Linked DNA regions of Mus musculus: region 2 is linked to region 1. Evidence: chromatin contacts called from public HiChIP or PLAC-seq data. All regions are on one chromosome and are shown on one strand. Each heading gives the region's core, a stretch centred on a gene start, on an enhancer-like site or on the middle of the called end of the contact. The rest is flanking DNA. Distances are from core to core; before and after follow the strand shown. Region 1 holds the start of Slc1a7 (solute carrier family 1 (glutamate transporter), member 7). Region 2 holds the start of Zfyve9 (zinc finger, FYVE domain containing 9).

The links. HiChIP or PLAC-seq counts read pairs in DNA pulled down with a chosen protein or histone mark.
Region 2: an H3K4me3 HiChIP or PLAC-seq map of stem cell-derived neural progenitor cells shows a contact between it and region 1, with 6 times the contacts expected there. The contact joins the promoter of Zfyve9 here to the promoter of Slc1a7 in region 1. A contact is called at or near these places in 1 of 39 promoter capture datasets (hippocampal neurons) and 1 of 115 datasets of contacts at active chromatin or transcription factors (stem cell-derived neural progenitor cells).

What each region holds. Positions count from the first base shown.
Region 1 is chr4:107,967,143-107,969,665 of GRCm38.p6, reverse strand. It overlaps Slc1a7 (solute carrier family 1 (glutamate transporter), member 7), which reads right to left and starts at 1,260. Exons shown (of 11, transcript NM_146255.3): 1 at 956-1,260. The coding sequence starts at 1,090.
Region 2 is chr4:108,779,575-108,782,097 of GRCm38.p6, reverse strand. It overlaps Zfyve9 (zinc finger, FYVE domain containing 9), which reads left to right and starts at 1,259. Exons shown (of 19, transcript NM_001384118.1): 1 at 1,259-1,645.

The DNA.
Region 1 (2,523 bases), core at 11-2,510:
GTCCCCTTTCATAGTCATTTCCTGCCCACTGAGCTGTCTGTCCCTCTGTGCCTGGGCTGTAAACCCCACCTGTCTCTGCTGCATGGGGAGTTCAGGCTTGTCTCCCCAGCTGGAGGTCTTGACACTGTCTCCATGGTCCTGAACTGTGTCTCCCTTGTTGGAACAGGCATCTATAGTGTCTTATGTAACATCACCGGGGTCTTCCCCGGTCCACAGAAAGATCTTTCCCAGATGATGCATTGATGAGGCAGCCTCACCACTCTGTCTCCCATTTCCCGCCAGCCACACCTCCTGAAGTTTCCTCTCCATGAGCGCTGTTCTCACACCTCCTCTTCAGCCCAGGGTCACTTGCTTCCCTGCAGCTTCCCCCAACCCCATCTGATCCACGACCACCTCATCTTCCACTCTGCACCCAGGGATCACTCTAAAGTGTTCATCCTTCAGGTCTCTCTTCCTTTCCATGGTTTGCAGGGTTATCCCAAGCCTGTGTCTGGTGATGGGAACCTTTCAGCCTTTGCTCTCTACACTCCAGCCCCTTACTTTCCCTGTATATTCCAATAGCCCTCCTCCAAATAAAAGGCTTGACCCATTGCTCCCAACTTTCATGCACCCTTGAGCCTCATCCTGCTGGTCCTGCCGCATAGGAAACCCATTCTGGATCCTGGTTAGGGACCTGTAGGGGTGTTCTCTGAAGACCCCCGGTCTCCTCTCCATTGCTCTCAACCTTATGCTTTTTCAGTGGCGCGTCTTTGTCCCCAGCCACCTTACTGTGCTGGCTTTGTGGCTTTGCTGCCATTTCGCCAGCCATTTTACTGACATCTCACACCAGTGGGTGTTTTTACACCCACGATATAGATGGGAACACTGGGACCCAAAGAAGCAACCTGGCTCACCTACTGTAACAATTCTAAGAACCCCAGCCCCGCAGACCCACACCTCCCCGGGGGGGCCTGACCTGTGGTGAGAGGCGCTGGGTCCTGAGGAAGAAGCCAAGGAGGCAGCCCACGATGACAGAGAGCACAGACAGGATGAGCAGCCCGTTGTGCTTACACACTGTGCGCCCTCGAGCCAGGACAGCGTCGAGCACCATGCTGAGCCCAGCCTGTTGGCACCATTCCATGCACTGTCAGATGAGGCCCAGGGCTGGGCTGGAGGCACAAGCCTCTCTGCTTACAGGTGAACAGAGTCCTAGGCACCTATCAGCAGCCTTGCAGCCATGGTCTGTGCAGCCGTCCAGAGGGAAGCCACAATCCTATTACCAGCTGCATCATTAGGAGCTAGGAGCAGATTAGGGCCTGGGAAATTAGAGCAGGCCACGTGGTCGGGGCGTCCAGTCCTCAAAGCCAAATGCTTCTCTTGAAGAGGGGAGGGACCAGACACCATGAGAGGAAGCAGAGGTGCTTCACCTCCACCTATTCCGGAAAGATGTAGAAGCAAGGCAGCGAGGTTCCAGTGACCGCCCACCTCAGTAGTGCTAGTGGACATCTGATGGCTGTCCTAGATGCATGGTATTGTGTCAGCATGATTCATACTGACGTCAGTCTCCAGGAGTGAGTGTGTGAATTTGTCAGTGCAGATTCACGGGTGTCCTCTGTGGAAAGAGTAACAATGCGCCCAGGCTTACCCTGTGAGCTACTGAGAGTCAGGGGGGGGGGGGGAGCTCAACCTCAACACTTTGGGTCTGGGTTCCAGTCTCCACATCATTGCCATTTGATGACCTCATTGAGATCTGAGACCACTGAGACCCCAAGAGCCTGGGTCCCTCGGCACAGTCACTAAGCTGGCACTCAGCAGTGTGGGGTCAGGTGACACTGTGAGGAATTTAGACTTGAGTTTAGTTGTCCTGACCTCAGCCTAATGACAACAGGAAATGAATAAACTTTCTTCCAAGGGGCTTTAAGTCCAAGATGACCCATCCCATGTCCCTCAGGAACTGTTTTTTATTTTAAAAGTATTCTTTTTTTTTAAGATTTATTTATTCATTATATGTAAGTACACTGTAGCTGTCTTCAGACACTCCAGAAGAGGGAGTCTTTAAGATTTATTTATTCATTATATGTAAGTACACTGTAGCTGTCTTCAGACACTCCAGAAGAGGGAGTCAGATCTCGTTACAGATGGTTGTGAGCCACCATGTGGTTGCTGGGATTTGAACTCCGGACCTTTGGAAGAGCAGTCGGGTGCTCTAACCCACTGAGCCATCTCACCAGCCCTTAAAAGTATTCTTATTTATTCTTTTTTATACATATGAACAATGTGTCTTGATCACATCTGAATGAAAAAAAGAAACAAAAAGGAGGACAAAATGATTGCTCCCAGGTGTGGTAGAGGGAAAGGTTCACTGTAGATAAGAGGGAGAAAACAGCCAGAGGCATCTGGATGAGTCTAGATGGATGTAGCCAGACTGAGCCTGGCTGTGTGAGGAGAGAGGTGGAGGGAGGGCAAGGCAGGAGCTGGGATCAAGAGGGGTCTGGGCCAAAGACTGGTGATAACTAGCCAAAATGGCTGAGTTATCTAGGGACC
Region 2 (2,523 bases), core at 10-2,509, 810 kb before region 1:
AGAATGACCTTTTGATAGGAACACACACACACACACACACACACACACACACACACACACGCGCACACGCACACACACACACACACACACACACACAGACACACACGAGCGGGGTTGGGGAGTGTGGTGGGATAAACACACACAGATGGGCACAATCTCCAGATTAAGAATGACTAAGTAAGTGTTAGGGTGTTCTGGAATTAACAAAAATTGGAACTATAGGCCCGTCCTTCCATCCCCAACCTTCACAACCAGCTAGGCAGGCAGGAGAAAACAGAGGTTCAAAAATATTACATAACTTGCCAGGGTCATAAAACTCTACATGATGTAACTGGAACCAGTGGCATCAGGATCTGCCTGACACCAAAGTCCTTGCTTGTTCCAGTATAGCTCCCAGAAACAAAACCAACCAACCAACCAACCAAACAAACACAGTATTTGGGAATTTGAGGGACCAGGGGATTTAAAATTTTTTTTTTCTTTTTCCTATTTCCCTTCTGACAGTCTTTAGTTGTGACGTTATGTTAGCATCCTAGAGGCTGGGCAAGATCAAACAGGAGGCATTTGTAAACAAAATGACTGCATAGCCTTTAATATAACCACAACAATTTCCTTCTTTCAGAGTTTTTATCTAGGATTTGATAAGGGGTGGGTGACCCAGAAGTGGTAGAGGTGGTGGCCAGGGTTAAGTTAGTAAAAGGATGAGTCTTTTCTTACCTTTAAGTTGTTTATCGGTTTCAGGACAACCCGTTGGTTATTCTCTTCTCTTTGTCAGCGTTTTTTAAATTTTGTTTTGTTTTGTTTGTTTGTTTTTTGTTTTCTCCCCCCTACTTTGTAGGTAAGGATAGGGTTTAAGGAATTCTATAGCACATTTCTGTAGTGAATCTGCACAGTAGCTCCAAAAAAGTTGAGGTCAAAGATGATTCCTTTATCTGCTTTGGGAAGGGATTGTGCATGTGCTTAGGAAAAGAAAAAAGGGATTTGTTCTGGGTCACGCTCCTTTCATACTGACGCACTGAGGGAATTAAAAGGGACCCCCTGTCTCCACGAGAAATGAACCGAGATTCCCTCACATTCCCGCTCTCGGAGACGAGTGACGAAAGCATTCACATACCTTCTTGGAGGGAAGAAAAAGGTGCTGGGGTCTGACGGGGGTGGGGTGTGGGGGGAGCCGACAGCTTCCGGCTCCCGGGAAGCCGCGTCAGGGGCGGGCCACGGGCCGCGGGCGGCGCAGGGCGCACGGGGCCCCGCCACCCCCAGGCCGCGCTGCCTCGCGTTCCCTGCCGCTCGTGCCCGGTGCGGCCGCCGCAGTCCCGGCGCCGTAGCGGGACGTGGGGTCCAGGGGGCGCTGTGGCCCAGCGGCGCGGGCGGCTGAAGCGGCCACCGCGGCGGCGCCCGAGGCTTCGCCGAGCCCGTCTGCCTGCATCGCCTCGGTTGTCCCGCCGTAAGCTGCGCCCCCGGCCGCGCTCGGCCGCGCTCGGCCGCGCTTTCCCGGACCCGCGTGGCTGAGGCGGCTGGAGGGGCGCTGGGCCTCAGTCCCGGCCGCTGAGACCGCAGCCCCCTCAGGAGTGCGAGGCTTCGCGGCGGAGCCCCGCTGAGGACGAGGCTCTCGGCTGAGTGACGACCCCCGGGCCATGGAGAGGCGGTGAGTGTGGCGCGCTGCGGTTCGGGGCTCGTCTGCTTGCGCCGCCCAGGGGTCCTGGCGCCAGCTATTGGGCCGGGCGGACGGAGCGTCCTGCCAGTGCGGCCGCCGCGGGCACCCCGGAGCTCTGGGGCCTCGGCCCTTTCTCCGTGGGTCCCCGGGAGATTGAAGGCGTGCGGGGGGCGACTAGGCCCCGAGTCGCCGGGAAGCCCTTAGCCGGGCCTGGGTTCCGGCGCGGCCGGGTACGTGAAGATCGGGCTGGCGGCCGCACCGGTGCCCTTCGCGTTTGTCCCGGGCGGGGCCGAGCGTGCCTTCCTTCCCAGGGCCCTTCGAGCACATCCCGGAGGGAGGCAGAGGACGCTTGTTTGCAAACAGCTTTGGCTTGCCTGCTCCGCGTACTGAGTCCTGCGGAGCCACCCCCTGGGTGGGGAGTGGTGAGTATTGAGGTGCAGAGAGTGCGGGGCACTCGGAGCCCCTGGTACTCCAGGAGTAGCATTCACGCCTCCCTTGCTGGAGACACAGCCTTTTGCGTCCTTTTTTGAGGTGAAATTTCATCACCTGCCGCTAGCTCATCCTTTCCTCCTTATGTTACATCTTGTCTCTGAGCGAGGTCTGCTTTGGAGAAAGCCCCATCCCATCTTTGCTATGCTAAGTTTCCTAGCTACTCACAGTTAAAAAAAGAAAAAAAAAATCTTTTAGGAAGATGTCTTTTCCACCTTTAGAGAGACAGGAAATGTTTTAATGCCCCAGTCCTTGGTACAAAAATGTTTTACTCAAATAGAGAACGGATGGCAAGAAGATTTTAAATCATACTAATTACCCTAATTGCAAGGACATGCCGAAAATGGGATATAAACTCAGTTGTACAAGAAAAATGATTT